2 separate regions of the Mus musculus genome follow, and region 2 is linked to region 1. A link is a contact called in public Micro-C data. All regions are on one chromosome and are shown on one strand. Each heading gives the region's core, a stretch centred on a gene start, on an enhancer-like site or on the middle of the called end of the contact. The rest is flanking DNA. Distances are from core to core; before and after follow the strand shown.

Region 1 (4,458 bases), core at 1,125-3,624:
ATGTGACAATCTCTGAAAAGGCCCACACAGACATTCTCAGATATGTGGCTGACTAATCTCATGTAATTTTCAAGTCCACTTGAGTTGACATTTAGAATTAGTAGTGAGTGTATACATATACATATACATATACATATACATATACATGGTATAAGTTATTATATATTTTCAAGATAACACAAGTTATCAACTATCTGAAGAAGAATATTCTGTGAAAATTTTTGTTGCAGTAGTCTTCATTCTAGTGTCTTTTAACAGGTGCCTTCAGGTAAAACACTCATGCCATGGTTGTGTTTTCTGTAAAGTAGTTGAATGCTTCCTGAAGAATCAATTGCATTGAAATAGTAAGTGAAGTGTTGACTCAGACTGGTAGAGCAAATCTAGCAGTTGTGCATTGCATTGAGTTATGAATTGTTTTCAGCTCACTGAAGACCCTTTAGTGTGTATTTTCAGGATTTTCATTGTGGGACTTATTAGTAATGAATTGTTTGTCATCAGAAGCCAAGAGTCAATGGAGACACCTTATGCTTACCAGTGCCAAAATAAGCTGACATACCACAGTGTAACAAACCTGCCTACACGGTACCACCACTTGGGCATGTTTTCCAAATCTGGCATAGCAGGTTTTTACCGCAGACAGAATAATTGTCTCTTAAATGTTCTTGGTCCTGACTGAGACGTGATTGGACATAATGCTATAGCCAAATTTTAAAAGCTAAATAATATTTTCTCTAGCTTTTGTAGTCATACAAAAATTAAGAGGCTTTTGATTCATGTATTATCCTCTATGTTATCTCAGAAACAAAAGAAAATTGTGACAGGGTTGTAATTCATCTACTTCCTTTCAATATGATTCTTAATTATGTAAAGTCAGAGGACATAAAGTTCCATGCTCTAGAGCATCACACAGTAACTTTAACCATAGTGGCTCTACTGTGCTACTACTCTGACTCTCCAGACCTCTTTGTGGCATTCAAAACTAGAGACATGTGCCTTTGCCAAGTCCCAGGCAACCAACATTCCACTCTCTATGGATCTGACAACTTTCGAGACTTTCTATAAGTGGGATCACATAAAATAATTTGTCTTGTTATGACTGGAGTTTATTTTCTTTAGTGAGATTTCATTAATGTCCTCAAAATTTATTGATATTTTAGTATGCACAGGGTTTGTTTTTAAGGTTGAACAGTATTCCATTGAATGTATACGTTATATTTTATCTGCACATTCAGCTGTCTATACACGCGTGAATTACTGCTACCAATTGGCTATTGTGAGTTATGAACATGGGTGAGAAAATTCTTTAAAACCTTGCTTTAGAATTATTTTTAGTGTGCAGAGTTGAGGCTGCTGGATCACATGATAATTATTTTGATATTTTGAGGGATCACACGGGCCACATCAGTCTACACTCCCACCAAAAGTACCTGTGTTCTATTCTTTCTAAGTACTTATTAACATCTTTTATTTTTATCATTTTAAATTGTGGTGTTTCTTATTATTATGGGGCAATATCTCATTATGGCTTAGATTTGCATTTCCATAATGATTAATAATATGGAACACCATTTCATGTATACATTGGCATACATGGCACGTTCTTTTGGGGGAAATGTTTATTAAAACCTTTGTCACATTAAGTAGGGTTGTTGTTAATTAAGGTTTTATGCATTTTGGAGATGAAATATTGTCAGATAGACAATTGAAAAATGTTCTTCCTCATTATGTGGGTTGCCTTCTCAGTCTTAATTATGTCTTTTGATGCACAGAAGCTTTTAATTTAAGGTAGTCTATATTATATTTTTTACATTTTTAGCCTATGCTTTTAGTATCCTCTCCAAGAAATCATTGCCAAAGCCATTCATTTGCTTTTAACAAAATCTGTCTTGTAAGACATAAAAGATAATTTGCAATGTAAATCAATTGGATAGCCTGAATTAATTTTTTCATTCAGAACACAAGATATTAAAAACAGATAAAAGCAGAACTGTCAAATTGGAAGTATATTGAAACTCACCCTGTAATTTTTGAAGGAAAAAAAATAAGTGCATCTTGTTTGCTTAGTTTGACTCTCCTAAGTATTGCACCTTGATGTGGTTATAGGGCCTTTGTGGAAACACAGTAGGAGTGCTTTGAAGCCAAAGCACAAGAGGTCTTTGTTTGGCCTATACTGCTTAGTTTAGTGAGTCTTAGCAGCTTGTTCACTGCTTTGAGCACTAAGAGGAAAATCCATAAGAAGAAATGCTATTTTCTTCTCAGAATCTGGGATTCCGGTGCAGCAATTTGTTTTTGGATTGCTTAACAGAACAGAAATGGGGCTAAGACCCAAGAGTGTTGGAACTCGGATTTCCACTGGATATTACAAAGAACTTACAGAGAACAGGCTGCCCTGTGAGAAACAGACTCTCATCCAAATGTCCCTGGAGAAACTAGGCAATTCCTTCTCAGGACTCCTGCAGAAAATATTTCTTTGCTGGATGAGAAGCATATTAGACAACTGACTGTGTTCCTTTAAGTCAAAAGGGTGGAGGTTTGCAGAGAACCCCTAGATGAATCACTGATACATTAAAAAGTCTCAGAAATGAATCCTCACCTAACTGAATTTAGTATTTGTTTTTGAAATCCATATAGAGACTAAAGGGTAGTTAGTTCTCTGGTTTCAGAAAGATCTGGAATGAAGTAGACCCAAAGATAGGCTCTGGGAGTCTGAGGAGGGATGTAAAACAGAAAGGCAGAGGGCTTGAAAGCCAGCCTCAACAGAGTCAACAGGACCAATTTTGATGTCATTTCTTATTACGTTGTTTCCATCAACTTTATCCTTTCCATCATGAGCAAATGCCAAAGGTCACACAAGGAGCCTTTACTGGGTTGCAGCCATAGTCATTAGCCCTGAATGACAACAGACAAAATGACAATTGACTCTTTTTAGGTGCCCAGAAATTCCTCCAATCCAATTTAACTCTTTCCTTGGTTCCTTTCAGTTTTACTACTCTCAGAGCTCACATGTGGCCTCCTGTTCTTGCCCTTTCTGCAGTCATCTTCCCACCTCCACAGCTCCTTTCTCCTTCTTTCCTAGAGTCCTTAACCTCAGATAAGCCTGGGATTTCCTCTTCTTTACTCTCAGAATCAAGCCCGTGAGCCATCCCTCATTTCCCTGGTCCTCTTAGATATGTCATGGTATGAATTCGTGGAGCTCCAATGAGGAGAACTGACTGCAACCTTCTTGAATGATACTTGCATGACAGTCAATTTTGAGAACTATTTCTGTGTTATAAAGCACATGTAAGCAGTCAGTACATAGGGCTACCACTTTAAGGCATGGTTTAGTAGTGTAACCTATTCCCTGCAGTTAGATCAGCCCCTTCTACTTCTGTGTATAAAGGTGGAAACTATGCAATGAGGATAATTTTAAAATTCATGGCCAGATTCTGTTCTCAGTCAACCAAATTATACCAGCTTTATTCTGTGGAGATGATATTGGACTAGACTAGAGTGTGGATAAGTGTTATAGCACACTAGATAGTGATATATCGGATAGTGATATATCACACTAGATAGAATTTATTGATTTCTGTGGTTTTCGACATTTACTGAGTGTAGAATGAAGTTGTTAGTTTTTCTTATACACCATGATTTTACCATTTTTTTAAAAAAATATGAACTGCTCACCTACATGTTATACAGAGTTTTTCAGTTTTTTGGATAGAATGTCTGGGAAAAGTTAGGATATGAGGAAGTCCAAAAGATCTGAATAGGTTGAAATATGAGAGCTAAGAATTGGTGTTAAGAAGTTATAATATGACTGACAAAGGGACTCAAATAATCAGAGTCTTTTACAACCAAAATTATATGTATGTACATAAAATACAACAACTTACCCACAAGAACTCAAACCCAAGGCACTTAGGGTAGATGTTTATCAGACAGAACAGGAGACAAAAATTAACCTGTTTGTTTTCATTGAATCAGAGCTGTCAGAGGGAGGAAGGAAAATAGAATTCTCAGTCAGCGTCATGTCAGCACTTGAAGTGTCATTCCACCACACTGGCATGTTTTCTCTACAGTGTCCACTGTTTCCAGTCACCAAAGCTAGAAACAGAACTTAATGTCCACTCACATGCCATAAAGGCCACTCTGAAAACATACCATCCACTTGAGTGCATTGGTTTTCTTTGCTGCTTGAAATCAAGGGGGAATATTCCATACCTGGTCAAAGCAACAGCTTCCTTAAGCTTTCCCCCTGTCAAACATTTTATCCAAATTGCTAGAGAAGGTGGAATTTTATTTTTTTCCCCTCTCTGCTTGGTCAGGACTTGATATAGATGATAACACTTGTTTCCTGGTAAATGAGGCTTACAGCTAAAATCAGCTACTGCAAGACACACAGAGGCTGACACGGCTGTTTTTGAGAAATAGAAGCCAGAACTTTTAAAACAGGAAACTGATTTTCCTCTCATC
Region 2 (4,691 bases), core at 1,491-3,990, 170 kb before region 1:
TCTTTAGAATTAGGAGCCCGTTTGCTTTGTCTTGAGGTCCTATTTATTATTAACATGTAATTTAATGTTAATATTTTTCACATTTAACGAATCATTTAACTAATTAACCTACCATGGCTCCTTTTTAAGTTTTCTTTTCTTTCTTCTTTCTTTTTCTCTTTCTTACTTACTTTCTTTCTTTTCATTTTATATGCATTAGTGTTTTGCCTTCATGTATGTCTATATGAGAATGTCAGAACTTGGAGCTACAGCCAATTGTGAGCTTCTATATGAGTGATGGGAATTGAACCTGGGTGCTTGGGAAGAAGCAGTACCTGTGCTCTTAACTGCTGAGCCATCTCTCCAGTCCCCTCCTATCGTTGCTCTTAATGCTCATTGAAGAAATAACTCAAGACATACCTGTTTCAGCTCCCTCACCCTTCTTTTTTTGACAGCCATTAACTGGAAAGTTGAAAAGTACCATTTGTTTCTGCATTTTTGACCATGAACAGCAAACAACCACGTGTTTGGTGTTCTACTATGTCAGAACTTGCTTTTCAGGGTAAAACAAGATAGCATGCAGTTATGTGACAAATTAGCTCTGATAGGATGTCTTGCACTACAGAGGCTCCCATGGTGCCTGTGAAAAGGAAGTCATTTGTTTCTGCTGAGTATGGATATAATTCACTAGACTGGTGATGTCTTTTGTGTTGCCTTGACTTACCTGGGGACTTTCTACAGGTGATGGCAAGATAGAGGTTGAGAACCAGTCTCTAGGATGCTTTGCTGAGTGTTGTTTCCAGAGGAATATCAGACACAGTTACTAGAAGACAGCTGGGAGACAGGCAAGGGTGCCCTCCATGAGAGAGGATACTTTCAGGTTTATTGTGTGTTACAGTCTCCTGGAGGAACCATTAGGAAACACTTGTACAACAGTGATTTTCATAGTTTCAGAGGCAACCTGTGCATCAGTATTATTTTAACCCAAGCGGTTCTAACACACAGCCAAAGCAGAGATTTACTTGTAAATTGGGACTACTGATAACTAATTATGCCTTAGCCCTGGTGGACCTGGCAATATTATAGGTTACTTTAAAGAGTAGTTTCCTATTCTGAGGGAAGTCACAGGTGAGTGTGGTTCAGATGTTGTAGGAGTGTAGACTCAGGTAGGCAGGCAGCAAGGTTAATTGCCCCAAATCTAACGTGTATTAGCAACCACCTCCGGTGAACACAAACTGCCAGCCTCCATGGCAACTTTTCAAGTTCAATTTTGAAGAACTTTTGTTCCTGAAAGCTGAAGGACACACAATGACACCCTCAATTACAGGCTAAATGGAACAGATTAGCTTTGGTGGTCAGAGGCTGCATCCCCCACCCCACCCCCTCCCGTGCCCACTTTAAATGGTCAGAGTTTCCGGAAGGGAGGATCTTTCTGCCTGTGGGGCTCCAGCCTGGCCATTGGAGGGGGTGGAGCGTCCCGGGTCTGCTGCTGCGAGGTGGTGGAGTGTTGTTTTCTCTTAGCTGGTTGGAGGACTGGATTCTCCTCATCTCTAAGAGGGAAAGTTCTGGCCAATCACAAGAAGCCAACTGGAGACTGCGAAAGTGGGGATGAGATGGCAAAAATCTGTTCTTGTTGCCGCAGGAGACGCACCTCTTTCGGTGCGCATAGATGCCCCAGAAACTTGTCAAGCTGCGGCTGGCAGCTGTGACAGTCTCGGCGTGCGTGGGGAGGGAGGTTGTTTAGCTGCGGCTGCTTGGGGCTTGGCACTCAGAATTCACTGTTTTCCCGACTGAAGTTGAACTCTGGGCCTGGAGTGGGGCCGGGGCTTCTATTAGAATTTTAATATGGGAGAAATGAAGTGAAGAGCTAAGGAAAGGCAAAGGGGAAAAACATGGGGCGGAAACTCCACCCCATCTCTTTGATTCTTGCCCACATCCCTCACCGAATCTGTTTCCTAACCTGTAAAATGGGCACTTAAATGCTTTCGGAGACTCTTACTGGCTCTAGATTTGCAGGTTATGGTAGAGAAGCAGGCAAGAGCCACTAGTCTGTTTGCCTTACAATCAAGTGGTATTTTGAGGACAGCATTTTGAGCCTTCTCATATTTTATGAGCAAAAGACGCAAAAGACTTTCCCCCAACCCCGAGAACCTTGGCTTTGATTTCAGTAACATAAATCTTGGGAGGACCCCCACTGCTACAGAGGGCTTTAGTTTCTATACAACCGAAGGGTGGGCTTCGGCACTGCAAATTAGGAATGCCCCACCCCCGCTTACTCCTGCTTGTTTTATTTTGTTTTGTTTTGTTTTGTTAGGTTTTGTCTTTCTGATCTTCTCCCGCCCTCTGCTCTCCCCTTCCCTTCCTCTTCTCCCCACTCCTTCCTCTTAGTGTTGTTTACTGATCTCCCAAATTCTGATGACGCTCTGGGCACCTCGCCAAACGCGAGGGCCCCCGAATCCACCCGGGGGTGGCATAGAAGTCTCTGGTCTAAGGCGAATCTCCGCGGGGCAGATGTAGGACTAACAAATAGTGACAGGGCAGTGAGTGTGCAGTGCCCCGAGGCCCCCGCGGAAATGAGCACAGGCTGTTTGGAAAGCCGGAGGGACCCCTGACCCAGGGGATGCCGCATCTCGCCCCCGCCGCAGCCTGCAAGGGCGGGGGTTGAGGCTCCAGCGCCCCGCAGCCGCAGTGACTCAGGAGGCCTCCCGCCCGCGTTCCTCCGCCACCCGCTCACTGCGGCACCGGGGACACGGTTCCTCCGCCCACAGCCTGCACCGCGTCCCCGGCGCCCTCCCCGCCGGCTTGCCCGGGCTGTGCCACCCCCACTTTCTGTCCGCAGAGGCGGCTACGCAGGAGGGGAGGAGGGTGTTTGCTCCTAGATTGTTCTGCACTGGGAGAGCTGCGGGAGGGAAAAGGGGAGACAGGACCATTGGAATGACTCAGGGTTTTTTGAAGCAGCTAAGCCATAACAGAGGCCTCACTCCAGGATCGGGGAAAGCCAGCAAGAGTCCTTAGAAGTTTCTGGCCTTAAAAACAGCTTCCTACCCAGACTCCCAGCTTGAATTCTGCAGGAGCGTAGAAATGCACTCATAATTTAAAGCTCTAAGAATATCTGTATTACTTAGAAAAAGGGAAATAGGGTCTGGAGGCCTCGAATATCCTCAAAATAACCATTCTGCTGGTTCCCAGTCCATCTTTGGAAGGTAGTTACAGCTAGGATCCTATCAGTATTAACTAACCAAAAGACACATCTTAGGATAGCTCCCACCTCCAGGAGCCATAGACTCTCCTGCTAAGATAGAGCTAGAGGGACCCTTCTCCCTCCTGAGTCACTGTGGCAGCAGATTGAAGAGGCCCCTCGGGGCCTCGATGTGCTTTTGCTTCAAGCTAGATGGTCAGTGACATGTTTCATAAAGGACCCGGTTCTAAGTCCTGCCTCACAGAGAGGCAGTGGGAAGCTCTCTGTTTCTCTAGGCCATACCAGCTCGATTCCCCCAAAAGAAGAGAGCTGTCATTTCTCCATACATCAGTCAAGATTCTGGAAGCAAAGAAAGACCATTGTTTACCGCATATCTTCCTGTCCAAAGTCGGTGCTAAGCTGAGAGGACCCTCCATGATCGCCACCTGCCATGTCTCACCCTCTGGTCTCTATGTGCCCTTACTTTAGTCTAGTCATGCTGTTTCTGTTTTTTAAACTCCCCGCTGATCATCTATCTCTGCCTCTGGGTCTTCGGGCATGCTGGATGGCCCCTCCACAGGTAAAGTGCCCCCCACCCCCATGCCTCAAAGGCCATCCTACCCAAAATAGATCCTGTCTATCACAGCTGTGCTGAGTTTTCCCCTTTTGCATTTACTTCATTATGCATTATTGTTCTGTAAATAGAACATCTCCTCTAAAGAATGAGTTCCTTGGGATCTAGGGCTTTATCTTGTGAATTGTTCTAGTGCCCATGGCTGGCACATTGTAAGTGTTTGATGAATATGTAAAGAAAGAAGAAGACCAGGCCATGAGCTTGCTCAACTTCATAAGTTAATGACCTTTCCTCAGAATATCTGTTGTCTCCCACTCAAACTGGTTGGCTAGAAATGATCTTGAACTGACGTCAGATTACACCATGACCTATGAACAAGCTGGACACCTAAGTAAGATGTAGATTTTAGTATTTCCCCGATCTCTCTGTAAGCTGAAATACCCCATTACTTTGGAATGTAAATATTTTAAAGCTGTTATTCAAATAGATGTCGGCATGCTCACAGTATAGCCAGTGTTATCTCTATATTTTTGTACTTCTCAAGGCTTGGAGGGATGCCAACATTTATAAAGCGTATGGACTTCTTACTGTAGCTCATTCAGCCCACTAAGTTATTGTAGTCAACTGGTCAACTGCCAGTCGACAACAGAATCCTAAGGTCTGTACTGGCATGCTGCAATGTGATTGCCACTCATCTGAGCAAGAGCCATCGTGGTAGTCATTTCTCTTCCAGCCAGTTGGTAGCCATACCAGCTCGTTCCTTTTCTTAGCAATTTTCTTCTCTATGGTTGAATCATATAAAGATTCTTATAAAGAATCGCTGCAACACTAGTGCTTTTAAAAATAGCACTATGTGAAAAAAAAATAACAGCAAAATTGGATTTAAGTCTTGGCTGCTTTATACACCAGCAGGGGTCACTTCTTTTTATTCTGAGCCCTCATATGAGCAGTTAGTGTCCC

The links. Hi-C and Micro-C count contacts between places; a contact is called where the count stands out from the background.
Region 2: a contact with region 1 is called in a Micro-C map of brown adipocytes, with 4 times the contacts expected there. The contact joins two enhancer-like sites. A contact is called at or near these places in 3 of 39 promoter capture datasets (the 3T3-L1 cell line, 3T3-L1-derived adipocytes and the HPC-7 cell line) and 4 of 484 Hi-C or Micro-C datasets (brown adipocytes, cortical neurons, forebrain and 1 more).

Annotation. Positions count from the first base shown.
Region 1 is chr2:136,502,452-136,506,909 of GRCm38.p6, reverse strand. No RefSeq gene overlaps it. Among named protein-coding and RNA genes, the nearest start is that of Gm32746, 7.5 kb to the left of the region's middle. Within about 2 kb of position 2,374, at least 11 of the 459 cell types and tissues checked have an H3K27ac peak or open chromatin away from gene starts, as enhancers often do. A contact at or near this core is called in 3T3-L1-derived adipocytes and brown adipocytes, where this site is marked.
Region 2 is chr2:136,676,835-136,681,525 of GRCm38.p6, reverse strand. All of the region lies in intron 2 of Gm32659 (a long non-coding RNA gene), which reads left to right. Among named protein-coding and RNA genes, the nearest start is that of Snap25, 34 kb to the left of the region's middle. Within about 2 kb of position 2,740, at least 280 of the 459 cell types and tissues checked have an H3K27ac peak or open chromatin away from gene starts, as enhancers often do. A contact at or near this core is called in 3T3-L1-derived adipocytes and brown adipocytes, where this site is marked.